Linked DNA regions of Mus musculus: all the other regions are linked to region 3. Evidence: chromatin contacts called from public ChIA-PET data. All regions are on one chromosome and are shown on one strand. The core of a region is the stretch at or near the end of the contact, and the rest is flanking DNA. Distances in the headings are between cores, read along the strand shown. Region 1 holds the start of Rtraf (RNA transcription, translation and transport factor). Region 2 overlaps Adk (adenosine kinase). Region 3 overlaps Fam149b (family with sequence similarity 149, member B). Region 4 holds the start of Ap3m1 (adaptor-related protein complex 3, mu 1 subunit). Region 5 overlaps Vcl (vinculin).

What was found. ChIA-PET counts read pairs in DNA pulled down with a chosen protein or histone mark.
Region 1: a contact with region 3 is called in an RNA polymerase II ChIA-PET map of memory CD8 T cells, with 13 read pairs. The contact joins the promoter of Rtraf here to the enhancer-like site in region 3. A contact is called at or near these places in 6 of 39 promoter capture datasets (cranial neural crest, hippocampal neurons, liver and 3 more), 1 of 484 Hi-C or Micro-C datasets (CD4 T cells), 2 of 115 datasets of contacts at active chromatin or transcription factors (memory CD8 T cells and stem cell-derived neural progenitor cells) and 3 of 9 other capture datasets (adipose tissue, embryonic stem cells and pancreatic islet).
Region 2: an RNA polymerase II ChIA-PET map of memory CD8 T cells shows a contact between it and region 3, with 6 read pairs. The contact joins two enhancer-like sites.
Region 4: a contact with region 3 is called in an RNA polymerase II ChIA-PET map of memory CD8 T cells, with 57 read pairs. The contact joins the promoter of Ap3m1 here to the enhancer-like site in region 3. A contact is called at or near these places in 1 of 39 promoter capture datasets (pre-B cells), 4 of 115 datasets of contacts at active chromatin or transcription factors (embryonic stem cells, large pre-B cells, memory CD8 T cells and 1 more) and 3 of 9 other capture datasets (adipose tissue, liver and pancreatic islet).
Region 5: an RNA polymerase II ChIA-PET map of memory CD8 T cells shows a contact between it and region 3, with 19 read pairs. The contact joins two enhancer-like sites. A contact is called at or near these places in 1 of 484 Hi-C or Micro-C datasets (CD4 T cells) and 3 of 115 datasets of contacts at active chromatin or transcription factors (embryonic stem cells, large pre-B cells and memory CD8 T cells).

Annotation. Positions count from the first base shown.
Region 1 is chr14:19,822,447-19,825,146 of GRCm38.p6, forward strand. It overlaps Rtraf (RNA transcription, translation and transport factor), which reads right to left and starts at 1,377. Exons shown (of 8, transcript NM_026528.3): 1 at 1,223-1,377; 2 at 120-244. The coding sequence starts at 1,283.
Region 2 is chr14:21,111,649-21,114,348 of GRCm38.p6, forward strand. The region is part of intron 3 of Adk (adenosine kinase); the gene reads left to right. Among named protein-coding and RNA genes, the nearest start is that of Adk, 60 kb to the left of the region's middle. Within about 2 kb of position 1,368, at least 51 of the 459 cell types and tissues checked have an H3K27ac peak or open chromatin away from gene starts, as enhancers often do. A contact at or near this core is called in memory CD8 T cells, where this site is marked.
Region 3 is chr14:20,377,531-20,380,230 of GRCm38.p6, forward strand. Fam149b (family with sequence similarity 149, member B) reads left to right here. Exons shown (of 14, transcript NM_001024512.2): 10 at 245-469; 11 at 870-993; 12 at 1,234-1,353. Among named protein-coding and RNA genes, the nearest start is that of Gm30054, 9.6 kb to the left of the region's middle. Within about 2 kb of position 1,346, at least 108 of the 459 cell types and tissues checked have an H3K27ac peak or open chromatin away from gene starts, as enhancers often do. A contact at or near this core is called in memory CD8 T cells, pre-B cells and pro-B cells, where this site is marked.
Region 4 is chr14:21,051,077-21,053,776 of GRCm38.p6, forward strand. Ap3m1 (adaptor-related protein complex 3, mu 1 subunit) reads right to left here and starts at 1,366. Exons shown (of 9, transcript NM_018829.4): 1 at 1,064-1,366. Adk (adenosine kinase) reads left to right here and starts at 1,498. Exons shown (of 11, transcript NM_134079.4): 1 at 1,498-1,624. The coding sequence starts at 1,563.
Region 5 is chr14:21,030,959-21,033,658 of GRCm38.p6, forward strand. It overlaps Vcl (vinculin), which reads left to right. Exons shown (of 21, transcript NM_009502.5): 21 at 629-2,700. The coding sequence ends at 775. It also overlaps a transcript of Ap3m1 not described here. Among named protein-coding and RNA genes, the nearest start is that of Ap3m1, 20 kb to the right of the region's middle. Within about 2 kb of position 1,428, at least 204 of the 459 cell types and tissues checked have an H3K27ac peak or open chromatin away from gene starts, as enhancers often do. A contact at or near this core is called in memory CD8 T cells, where this site is marked.

The sequences.
Region 1 (2,700 bases), core at 127-2,626, 560 kb before region 3:
GGAGTTAGCTTTACTCACACTGATCACTATTATATCTTAAAAGAACATAGGAATTTTCAACTCAACATACAACGTTTACAAAAGTTCTCTGTGCTTCCTTCTACTTCCTGATTCATTACCTTTTCAAAGAACTTGGGCCAGTCACTGCTGTGGATGTTTCTCAAGTTACCTCTGTCTTCAATCTTGTAGTGTCTGATTTTCTGGTCTTCAAGCCAAACGATAAAGTTTCTAAATTCTGTTTCATCTGCAACGAAACATCATATATCAAGTCACTAAAAGCCTTTGTGATCCTTGGTGGCTTTCTAACCTGCAAACACTACATTAACTGACCCCGAGGGAAGTCAGCAAGAGCTCAAAGTTCAGACTGCAGAGCCATAGATACCTGGCTCACTGCAATAGACTCAAATTCTGGATGAGCCTCAGAAAACCGGATACACTTTCTAAGCTTCAGATTCTTCAGATACAAGATGAGGAAAACGGGACTTACTTCGTGGGGATGTTTTGAGTATTGAATGAATTAAACATGCAGGGCACAGTGTTTCCTATGTTTTATTAGAACTCTGGTTCCTTTAGAGTTTAAGGGGCATTGGGCAGGTAAAAACTTTGAAGCAAGCCAATAGAATAAAATAAACTAGAAATAAACGATTAAAGCACCCTGAATACAAATATTAAAAACTGAAAGCTAGGGGACAGTGTACAGTTACCGGGACGCACCTGCTTCCTTAGATCCAACCCCTCCAAACACCAAAACCCAAAACCCTCAGGAAAGATCCTCATTTTACTCGTCAGAAAACTGAGGTCTCAACCCCCAATTTCGGCTCTACCGCCACCCAGCAATCTTGAGCCAAGTAAAAGCCAAGTAAAAACCAGGACTGACCCTGATATGCTTCTGGAGACCAAACGCTGCCACCCCGCTTCTACCGGTGCGTCCTGCACAGCGGAATGAGGCCCTGGTCCCCGCCTCACTCTCAGTTTCCCACTGGCCCGCAGGACTGGAATATCTTTTTTTCTGAACGGTTCCACTTCCCTGGCAGCCGGCCACGAACTTTCTGCGCGCCCCGAAGGGCATCCCCGGTCCCCTCCCCTACCCCGCAGGTGCCCGCCGAGCCGCCCGGGGGCCGGGAAGCCTGCCGAGCGCCTCAGGGCAGCGGCTGCCGGGTCTGGGTCCGGGTCCGGGCGGGCTGGGGAGGCGCCGTCGCCGAACCCCGCGGCCGCCACCCACCTTTGCAGTTGAAGCCTGAGGGGTTGTGGTAATCCAGGGCCGTGAGCTTGCGTCGGAACATGGTCCCCGCTGCTCGCGCTGGCCGCCCGGGCCTCCGCCGGGACAGGAGAAGCGAGGTGAGGCGGGCAGCGCAGGCACCGGCGACGCGGCGAAGGGGCGGGGCGGTGACCGACGCTCCGACGGACGGCGGACGGAGCCAATCGCGGCTTAGGAACGCCCGCAGCCCGCAAGCGCTGGCCAATCATCGCTGCTGCTTAGGAGGCGGGGCCACGTCGGTGCACGTCGACGCTCAAATAAACTTTATTGTCAGCTTCCTAGTTGTACAATGGACCGAAAGCAGGTCTGAAGCTGCGATTCGTGGATCTAACTCCTTTTCTTGCAACAGTAGGCAAAACCAAAACCCAAAACCAAAACCAAAAAAAAAAAAAAAAAAAAAATGTCTGTACGCTTTCTCGAGTCGGCTATAGCTCTTATTGGCTCAGAGTTGCTGTTTAATATCTTGAGCGTATTAATTGCTCGTCTTTGAACGCTGGTAATACAAAGATCGAAAAGAAAGGTCCCTGCAGGATATTCTTTCGGACTAATTGGAGTGATGTGGAGATTAGATACAACCCCCATGCCATATTTCAGTTTGTCCCCAAACAGTGAAGTCAGAAACCGGGAACCTGCGTTTCCTTCTCCTCAAACCTCTCAGTCACTACCTTCAGTGGGCCACTAAGTCCTGCCATCTCTTCTCTCTCATCCTTTCTTGCCTTTCCTGATGTATTTTCCCCACTCTGTAACGCGACTGATAATCTAAAGCGCCCATTTAAAACTTTCTTCTTATCTTTTAGCAAAGCTGTCGGTGCTTATGATCTAAGTTGCATGCTTCCAGGTTTTTGGCCTCTTATCCAAATATGCAAAAGCAAAATAGTTTTATTTGAAGCAATGCTATAGTGCAAAGTTACAGAATGACAGCAGGCAACGCGAGCAAAAGTACCAAGTACCTCAGGCTACAGCCTGGGTCTCTTCACCGGTCAAGAAAAAGGAGGCGCTGGTTACTAATGTGAATGATCCTTTATTTCAATTGATAGATCAGGTTATACGATCATTTCAATACTGCTCACGTCCCTTCCAATAATGCATCTGGCTTTAATCACATGCACAGGCATATGAGAGTAAATAAGAGATTCTTCTTAAAAGCTTATTAGAGGACATAGTTTCCCCTTAATTGTGCCTATACCCCAAGCAAGTTCAGGCCATCTTGACCCTTCTAATCTTTATACCCCATACATTGGGAATATACTTGAATAAAAACTGTGTAGGTGTGATTGGTACTAGGGGTGAAGAAACATTATTATTTAGAGGTAGAAGTATATATAATCTGGGGAGGTTAAGGGAGTTCCGAGGTGCCAGGTAAATTGTTTGGAGAATTTTTGGTTGTGTGTGTGTGTGTGTGTATGTGTGTGTGTGTGTGTGTGTGACTTACCAATGAAGGA
Region 2 (2,700 bases), core at 118-2,617, 730 kb after region 3:
ACACAAGGCCTACACAGATGGGGTCCTGGCAATGAGGGGTGTGGACAGAGGCTCTCACCCATAACCAAGAAGCTGTTTACACTTGATACAAAGGGGAAAGCAGCTCTCCTATGGAGTGTCACTGGGTGTGTCAACTGCATTACACAGCAGGCCCTATGCCCAGGAGTGTTTAGCCAACACAAAATAAACTCTGTAGTATTTTTGTAGACTTTTGTTTTATTTTGGTACTTTTTTTTTTTTTGTCCTATTATTCTTTTGCTTTTTATTTTTCTGTTTTTGTGTTGGGAGGTCGAGGTGGGGAGGAGGATCTGGGAGAGATTGGGGGAGGGGAACCATCATGAAAATATACTGTGAAAACATATCTTTCAGGTTTAAAAAGTCTTGAGTTATATAGTACTCTTACGAAGCTTTTGCTTGCAAGTGCCTCACAGTCTTCGGTGTGGATGGTTTGGAGTTTCTCATCCCTGGTGTTCTGTTATAGGCTGGGACCCTTCATGGTGACGAATGGCTAGTGCAGCTCTAGAGGTAATTATAGTTGAGAATTTAGTGACAATAAGAGAGTGTTTCTTTTAAAAAACTACTCAGACAAACTTTCTAATGTGATTGTCCTCTGTATCACATGTTCTTTCTGAGTCAGTTGCAGAGCAAACAAATGGGTTGGGGATTTGCCTCAGTGGGTAGAGTACTTGTGTAGTGTGTTTGAGGCCCTACGCCTGGTTCTCAGAACTTTATAAATCAGGGCGTGGTGCATGTTGGGTTGCAGATGGGTCACCGCATGCACTTGACCCTTGGGCGGGTTGTGTACATCTACTCATGTCCTCAAGTTTCAGCACCATGTGCATTATCCCCCGAGCCTTCTCCCTGGCCTGCATATATTTAATGGTGTAAAAACTATTAATTAAGTTATGCATCAGGCACTGTTTAATGCCTAATTTAAACCTTCCCATTTTCATTATTATAATGAAAATATTCCTCACATTTCTGCCTATTTTCAGATAAAAACAGTGTTAAGTACCATACTTTTAATTTTACTAACGACTCTCCTGAGGTATGACAATCATAATTAACAAGAACGTTTCTGCCTTGGTGCCAGGGATCCCATCCGGTGCCTCCCACATGCGAGGGAAGCACCTCCCCACCCCTACCTACCTCACTGTGCCCTCTGCCTTTGCCATTTTACCTAACGCTAGTCATTGCTCAATATGTGTGCTGTGAAAACATCTGAACCCGGGGGTTGCTCTTTTGGTGAAGGAACTTTGATCTTTATTTTCTGATCACGAGCTTTCAGTTTGAATACAGGTTGGCAAAACACTTGTGAAATAGAATACCTAGTGGTATATAGCTTTATGTTCCTGTCTGTGGCGACCACTTTGAAGTGGTGTTTTCTCCTTCCATAGAAGCCTCCCAGGCATGGCTTCTCAAGGGCACTGTGAGTCATTCCTGCCTTGAGAGCAATTGTAAACCTCTCCTGCTTTGCTCTCTCATCATCTCTAAGGAAATGTGTCAGTTGTCTAACTAGTTTCATTATTGATATTTGGCCTGTTAGGGTGTCTTAGTGATTCCAATTCCTTTAGGGTTTGTAATTTCTTTTTTCTTCTTTTTCTTTTCTTTCTTTCTTTCTTTCCTTTTTTTTTTTTTTTTTTTAGTTTTAAGATTCTTAAGCTGGTGATAGTGGCACACCCCATTGATCCCTGCACTCAGGAAGCAGAGAGGCAGGTGGATCTGTGAGTTCAAGGCCAGCTTGATCTACAAATGAATTCGAGGATGGCTAGAGCTACACAGTGGAGCTTGTGTCTTCAAAACAAAGTAAACAGAAAGATTCAGAGATGTTCCTGAAAATTTTGTGTTTTGAGATAGGGTCTCACAGTGTGCCCCTGGCTGACCTGGAACCCACAAACGTGTGCCTCCACAGTCTGATAAAGGCACGCTGCCCCACAGCCAGCCCAGAAGGTTTCTTGACCTCCCTGATCTGGTTTCTGGCCAGATTTTACATTAGAAGAGCTAGGTTGTCCTGTAATTTTGTTTCCTTCCATCTCATCTCAGGAGCCAGCCAAAGGTAAAGTTCCCTCTGTCTTTGTACCTTTACGCGCTCAGTATACTTTTGTTTTTAGGCTTTCTTACTTATGTTTGGTGATTGGGTCTCAGGGTATGTCCCTGGCAGGACTGGAACTTGGTAAATAGGCCCGATTCTCCTTAAACTCAACCACCCTCCCTGAGCTGAGGTTAAAGGTGTTCACTAGCATACCTGACTCAGTATGCTTTTTAGTGAATAAAATGTCTTGAATATCCAGAATGTCTCCAACTCTGACTCTACTCGTTCTTTATTCCTTGATGATTCCCTCCTGAGGTGTTAACAGTAGGACCCAAGGTTGCCTGCCTCCAGTCCTGCCCCTTCTGTCATTCTGCTTATTAAGTAACCTTCCGTTCACTTTGTCCTGTCCCCTCCTAATGGTCCACCTCTATGAAAGGTGAATTCATCCCACAGTTGACTATAATGTTAACAGACTTGAAGAGATGGGTGTGGCTCAGCATGCCTAGTTCACTTGTGAGACCAAGGCAGGAGGTGATATGTTAGAATAGTGGCTCGAGTTGGAACATAGCACACCAGGCCAAAACAGTTCCACGTGTAAGAGGGGCAAGGTGGCAGCAGAAAAGAGAAGGGGGGAAGAGAGAGAGAGAGAGAGAGAGAGAGAGAGAGAG
Region 3 (2,700 bases), core at 96-2,595:
TCATGGACAGACACACTACAATCCATGCACTTGACAGGCCAGCAGAAGGATCTCAAATTCCAGCCTGGCCTAGGCTGTGTAACAAGCCCCCACATCTTAAAAACAGCCTCTCACTCTGAATCTTAGGTAAGCTTCTGGAAGCCAGTTTGCCCTTTTCTTCCCTGAATGTCTCAGGCTCTTTACCCTGAGCCCTGTCTTCTTCTACATAGTGATTTTCATTGTGGGTTTCTGATTTTGCCACTAGAGATCTTGATGACAAGCTACTTACGAGGCCTGGGTCCAGTTCCGTCCTTTCAAACCGAAATTGGCCAAACCGTGCCATGGAGCTTAGTACATCATCTTTGTCATATACAACGCAGTCTGCCAGGAGGCGCAATCCCCCACCACGTACCCTTCATCCGATCAGCACAAGCCACTCACGCGCTGGAACACCATGGCCTGTAGAAGAAATCCTCAGAGGACCCCGGGTGTAGGTTTCAAATGCAGACTCTGGGAACCTGGTAAAGCTAGTGTCAGTAATTGTGAGAATCGTCATAGAACAGGCTTCAGTAGAAGACTAGACTGAGGCTGTGCCCAAAACTAAGACCACGCAGTCATACAGTGTGCTGTCTGCAGGTTTAGTCCAACTCAGAGTTTTACTTAAGTTTTGGTGAAATACAAAACTGGATGAGATTATTCTGTTGATACAGCTGAAGAGTTATATTTGTGAAATTTAAGAGAGAAAGGGAAAAATCCCTCTTTGCTGCCCCTATTCTGAAAATCTGGGTGGCTTCAAGCCTCCTGAGCACACTGACTTTACTAAGTTTCTCATCACTTTGTGTTGTTACAACTTTACTTTTGCATATCGGTTTTGCTGCTGGGATCTTCAGTCCAGTGACAGCAGACACACTGTCTTCTCCCTCTCCAATGACCTTGGGTCGGAACAATCTGCTGCCACCTATTGGAACAGTTGAAGTAGAACACCTGAGCGCCATGGGGCCACAGCGGCCAACAGTAAGCCTTTCACCCCGCCTTCCCGGGCTTACTCTGAGCTCTCACCAGCAGTAGTTCTGTAGGACTTACCTTGAACCACACTCTCCTCTGACAAAAACAAACCGGGTTCTAGGCCATGGCAGCGAAGTTGGAGCTGCTTAGGAGTGGGTACCACAGCAGCTGATGTTGGGCCAGGGTTACTATGGAACAGGTGCAGCTCCCAGGACACAGCTGTTTCTGTGACTTTCGTCTCCTCTGCAGAAATCCCATGGTGACTCCAGCCGAGCCCGAAGTGCAGTGGTAGACGAGCCTAACCAGCAGCCCCAAGAGAGGCTCCTTTTGCCTGTCTTCTCTAGACCCAACACAACTCAGTCGTTTCTGGTAAAGTGCTTCCTGTTTATCTGGTTTGGAGGGGTTGACACAGTGTCTCAGACAGCCCATGCTGCTCTTGAACTCCTAATCCTGCCTCAAGCTCCTATTTGTCTTTGATAATTTGGGAAAGAAGGGGGGGGGTATGTTTGGCAAACTTAGGACTTATCTAGTGGCTTGATTAACTCAAATAGTTGGATGTTCTAATGATAAAATACCATTCTAGGTATATCTTCCTAAAATTCTAAGTGGTGCCCTGCCTCATTCTTTTGGTGGTAAAATGCCCTACTTATAAAATAAAAATCTCAGCAGCATACTCTGAACATAAGCACACTACAAGCACCACTGCCCCCTGCTCTACCTGCCTGTGCTGTCCTCCCTGCTCCTGTACACTTTACACAGTAAAGTGGGGTCAGGTGGAGGACTCGGAGTGTGAGCTGAGTTGACCCTCTTTCTGATGGCTGTGTTAAATGCTGACGCTTGCCTTCTCAATTGTCGTGCACTTACAAGCCCTTTTACTTTTAAGGAAGTACTTGAAAAATTCCTGAGGACTGGGGCCATGTGACCTTGCACACCTGTAGGTCAGTACGTGGTTCCTACCTCATCTGCTTTGTGGCAAGAGGGCTTGCCAAGCACAGGGAAATGATTGAGCTCACACCGAGTGCTTAGCCAGGGATTCTGTGTCCTGCTCCAGTTTGCAGAATGGCAACATCTGTAGCTCATGTACCCAACCTGACCCTTGGACCATCTACTAACAGTGGTGGGAGCTTGTATTTCTATGTTTTACAGGGTTCCCACAACAAATGACCACAACGTGGGCAGCCAAAACAACAGAAATGTATCACTCTTACAGTAACAGAAACTGGGAGCTCTCTGTAAGCTTTAGCGAACCTTTCTTGCCTCTCTAAAGCTTCTGTGGTTGCCTGCAATGCTTGGGCAGCCTAGCCTAATAGATAAACCCCAGATCTCAGTGAGAAACCCTGTTGCCAAAACAAGGTGGGCAGCTCCTGAGAACCACACCAAAGGTGGGACCCTGCCATGTGCACTCGTGTGGGCACACACTCACACTGCTCATAGGCACAAAGAGGAAGTAATTTTAAAAACAGTTGGGGTTAGAGAGCTAGCTCAGTGGTTAAGACATTTGGGGTTAGAGCTAGCTAAATGGTTAAAAAATTGTGTTTTCGATTCTCAGCACCCACATGGCAGCTCACAATGTAACTTCCTGGTGATACATGCAGTCAACATGTTTATTACAATAAAATAAAAATGAAAAGATAGCAGCCATTGAATTTATAGTCCACTCTAAAACAGTAGTTCACCTTGATTACTCATGCGAAGAAATGGGTTTCCAAAAATAGT
Region 4 (2,700 bases), core at 116-2,615, 670 kb after region 3:
TATGATTGTCATATTTGATGTGATGGGTGATGTTGGTTAAAGTAATTTTAGTGATAACTCAGTAGGATGTTGGCAACGGCATAGCAGTGTGGTTCTTAGCTAAAAGCAGCAAGTAGGTAAAACAAAGATAAGGAGACTGAGATGGCTCATCAAAAAAGGTGTCTGCTAGCAAGCCTAAGGACCTGAGTTTGAGCACTAAGACCCTCATGGTGGAAGGAGAGAATTGTGGCCCAGAAGTTGGTCTCTGAATTCTACATGTATATTGTGGCATGCAACACACATACAACAAACAAATAAATGTAAAAAAAAAATGTTTAAAAACCAGGAAGACACTGAGAAACAGACGATAATAGCAGTGGGACTCTCTCAAAAGGGGGGCACGTTTTCTTCTTTCAATACAGAGGAAGGATTTATATATTTGCCTGCAGAAAATTCCTTTTCTTCTGTGTAATGTGTTTTCAAGTCAAAATCCCAAATGCCACCAAAAAAAAAAAAAAAAAATTCTTTCCCCGCGAGAACGCCGGATTTTTACAGTGACTCAACTTCTCAACTAGGAAGTTAAAGCTTCAATATCAAACAAATCCACTGCATCCAATCAGCCCACCCCTCATTATGTTTCCATTCTCCAGGCCACCTTCTTAGTTTACAGCCCTGTCACCTGTCTCCTGAGAAGCTGCAACACCCTACTCACTGTTTCCCCATCCCAGGCCAGCTCACGCAGGCGCCACCCTATAAAGAGAGCGTTCTTAGCTTCTTCAGGGGACTTGCCCTCCAAGGCCAAACCTGGGGTCCTACAAATTCAAGTCGTCGGTACTGCACCTCACTATAGATGACATTTCCCGTGCCTGGGGTCCAGGGTCCGAGAACCCTACGTGGCAGGTGCACCGCTCCCTTCCGGCCCAGCTGGCTAGAAAGCCCGGACGTGCCGGGCAGGCGCGGCCCCGGTGCACAGCAGCGGGGACGCTCCTGGAGCCCAGGCTAGAGTCCCGAGCCGGAGCTATGCGGTCTACTCCCCGGCTTTGGAGAGGTCTCCAGCCCGGAGACTCCCCGCCCTCACACTCACCCCGACACCTGGGCGACTCAGTGATTCGGTGCCGGGTCCTCTCTGCACCGCAGCTGAAGCAGCAGAGAATGCCGCGAGGACCCCGCGCTCGGAGTGCCCAGCAGATTGCCTGACTAGCAGCCGCAGAGGCACCAAGGAGGTCGGCTGGACTAGATAGACACAACGAGCGGAACGGCGTTCAGTGAGAGGCTCGGTGTCTACAGAGGTTGAAGATCTGACTCTTCCACATTACTCAGGGGCTGAAGGAACGGGGAGGTTGGCACTCCCTGAGCGCAGGCGCTCACCCGCAGCCTAACTCCGTTTGGGGTCCCTTACCGTAGTAATCGAGGTCCTGTAGGGAAGCGCGTAGAGCCAATGGTTATGGACTAGAGTCACGGATTGGGCGGAGCTTGGAGAGGCGGGGCTTAGTGGAAAGGGGGCGGTGACGAGCTGAGGGGCGGGGCCACCGGACTGAGGGGCGGGACGCGCGGCAGAGCCAAACTACGGTGAGAGTGTGAAGATGGCAGCTGCGGACGAGCCCAAGCCCAAAAAGCTCAAGGTGGAAGCGCCACAAGCGCTGAGGTGAGAGCTGCCCTACGTGGGGGAGGAGGGAGATGGCACTCGCAGTGAGCCAAGGCCCACGTGGGCTGGCGCAGCTGGTTGGTGGCTGCGTTCGTGGGGCCAACGCGCTGGACCTGCAGCTCGGGGAGTTGCCCGCGTAGCTGCTGTTCCCCTCAGTGCCCTCTTGTTCTGGACTCTGCTCAGGTGCATTCTCGGCCCTGGCAGCCACTGACCAATCAGAGCTGCTGGCCCGGGGGCCGAGCCTTCCTCTGGCGCCACGTGCTTGTCTTCGCGGGCCGCGCTAGCGCGACCCCAAAGGACCTATCTGGAGCTGCATCCTTTCCTAGGGTATTTAGCGGGAAGGCGCCCGGCGCCTCCTGGACCCTGGTAAAAGATAACATTCTTGGAATTCTTCAGAAGGCGTTGCAGAAGAGCGTTTTGAGTTTTCCGTCAGCTTTCTGAAATCATCTTTGGAGACCCCCTTCATGGGACCCCCAAGCAACCTCAGGCTTAGGTTAGGAAAGTTTTTGTTTGTTTTTCTTTTTTTCCCCTTTGCATATTTGGCAGGAGCGGAGAGCTCTCTCTCCCAACACCTGACGCACAATTGATGTTGCAACTTTCATTTACAAAAAGCCGTTCGTTTTTTTAAAAAAAATTTCTTCCTAATAAGTATAAAGTCCAGCGCGCTCAGTGTCTGATGACTTTGAAGTGCTCATTGGAAGGCAGTGATTTTGCTACCTAAAAATAGACGCATCAAACTGATTTAAAACCGTGGGCCTGTTACTGATTATACAAGGCAAATTCCATTTATTTCAACATATTTTTTCCATGTTCAAAAGGAGAATTGATTCACAACTGAAAAGGAAAGTTGGGGGGTCCCAAATCATGTTCTTGGTGGAATGGGTCTGAGCAGGTCCCTTTTAGTGGGTTTATTTAGTGCCTATTATTCTTAGAAGGTTATTGTGCATGTCTAATACCACAAACGTAAAACATTAAAAAAAAAACAACCAAAAAACTGAGGATGTTTTATTTTAAATTTTAGATTATCTGGGTCAGTGAGATGGCTCAGCAGATAAGGGCATTTGCTGCCAAGTCGG
Region 5 (2,700 bases), core at 178-2,677, 650 kb after region 3:
TGTGAGTAGACAGCCAACTAGATCCCCATCTTCTAGTTTGGTGTTTTGAAAAATAATGTACCATTTTTAAGGGTCGATTAGCTTGATTATTTTCATTCATTGCTTTTGAAATGCATCCTGTACTAAATAGTGGAGAGCAGTGAAAAAACTAACAAAAATCTCTGCCCTATGGAGCTTAAAGAATACAGACAGATAAATTAAACTAAACTACCCCCTCCCCCAAACACCAAAAGCAAATGCCAACTAAGAAAAAAACTCCCACCCCCAAGCAATCTAGGTATAATATATAGCATAAATTTATGATGGATTTTATGAAGAAAAATATCTTCAAGTAAAGAATGCTTGGACACTGGAGGGGGAGTCTGGCATACTTGGAAGAAAAGTGTTACAGGTAGAGGACATAGCAGGAGTCCTAAAAGAACACCACCTTTCAAAACCAGTGCATGCTGTCAGCCATACAAAGACACAGTGCAGTCATTGATATACAAGCCAAATTGTATAAACATTGCTGTTTATGTAGTTAAACTACTGGTGGAGCAGGGGGATCGGGTATAGGGCTTAACTGCAGCCCACTCCTGGCAGCGAGTGCTGCGTTAGGGGCTATAGTAACAGGGCTCTCCTATTGCAGGCCACAGAGATGCTGGTTCATAATGCCCAGAACCTCATGCAGTCTGTGAAGGAGACTGTGCGAGAGGCTGAAGCTGCTTCAATCAAAATCCGAACAGATGCTGGCTTTACTCTGCGCTGGGTCAGAAAGACTCCCTGGTACCAGTAGGCACCTCGTCAAATCTGGCTGGTACATACACCTCTGCTAAAGAGAAGAGAACCATCTTGAGTTCCAGAAGCCATTCAGAGTTGTCAGGAATGGAAACATCAATCCCTGGCTTCACACACCAGAAAGGAACATTTATACTCTTGTCATGGGCACTTTGAAATGTGTCTCTCTATAAACCCTGTACTTTCAGTTACTATGCGCACTCTCTCCCATGGATTTTACAGCAGCTCAGAATAAGCGTGAACACTAGCCGGAAGCCCTGCTCTGCCCCGGGGGTCATTTCTGTGTTTACGGTTCACCAACTCCCTTTCCCCACTATAGGCTCTCAAGACCTAGAGCTGAGGCAAGTCTAAATAACTGTGCTTCCAAAGTTATTTTGGGTTTCCCCCCCTGCTGCTGACCCTGCCTACCTTCTCTGGGCTGTGCATCATTGCTGCAGGAAAAAGTGGTCTCTGGAGAGTTCTAGCTTGTGCGGCCTGGATTCATTTCCTGCTTTCTCCCAGTGTAACCCTAGTTCCTCACAATGGGAAACCAACTTTCACTGTTGTGAGGAAATCATTATTTCTGTTTTTACCATGCCACTAACTAGTATGTGTTATGGAAACTTCCTGTCTCACATCCTGCCTTGTTTGGTTGCCAAGGTAACCATCCTGTAAACACACTGGTGCTCTGTCACTAGAGGAACAGAGTCACTGGGGTGTTATCCTGCCCATCCTCCCAGTGGGGCCACTCCCAGATTTTCTATGCTTTGTCACTGCCAGTAGATGTCTGTGCTGAGGCCTTGGCATTCATTCTTCGCCCTTATTTTCTTTAATTTCTGAGCTGAAGTGCTGCATTTACTTTTAACCAAATCATCCTAGGCTTTGGCAGTCTTCTTCTGTATGCTTCTTTAAACAAGACTTTAAAGATACATAGGTATGTGTTTGTCTGTAATCCCTCCATCCCCCACTTTTTTCTTTTTTTTAAATTTTGAGACTGGGTCTCTTTATGTTGTCCAGGCTAGTCTTGAACTTATGGATTCAAGTGATCTACCTGTGTCAGCCTGTTAGCTCCTACCACCACACTTGACTTTGCTTGTAACTTTGAAAGGTTCATTCAAAATTGAGACTTAAGAATTAGGGCTTGCTCCTTAAGAGACTTGAATGGAAAGGCAATCTTGTCTGGGAGACTAGCATTTGCAGATTATACTTCTGGTGCTTCTAGGGAAAAATCAGTAGGAACTATTATAGTTCCCAGTTGCTTTTAATCAACTACAACCAAGCATTTTTCATCCTTCCATAAATACGAAGTATTCAAGAATAATGAGTATGGTATCTATTTATCAGAAAGGCATGTTTCCTATTGGGCAAAGTTAGTGTAAAAGTGACTTTCCTTTTTTTTTGCATTTATCCTGGCTGTATAAGCATTTCCCAGTATACAAATGCTTCTTTCAGAAATCAGGAACCAGACGAATACAGGAGTGAGGCCTTCTTCCTGGATGTTCTTCCCACATCTAGTATGTCCAATCCCAACACTGAACTTGTAAATCTTAAGTTGACCCTGAATACTCAGGCTCCCCCTATTTCTTTTTGCTGATAAAAGATTCTTTTCAAAGCTCTCAGCAGATCTGTATAGTTGCTTACCTGATATAAATGCATATCAATGCCTTTAAAGTATGAATCTATGCCAAAGATCATTTTTTGTCTTACTAAAGATTTCTTAGAGGAACTAAGAAGAATCATGTTTATTCTCCAAGTTCCTTCAGTTCTGGAGACACATGTCCACCAGATGTGCTTTCTAGTGTCAGTGCTTACAGTACAAGGAGGCAAAAGGAAACAGTCCCTGAATGACGTGTTAGAGATGCCACCACTAAAAACTATGTTTATAAGCTAGGACTTATATGTAAATGTTTCTGCCTCTTCTTTTGTTCTGTTTAAAACAATAAA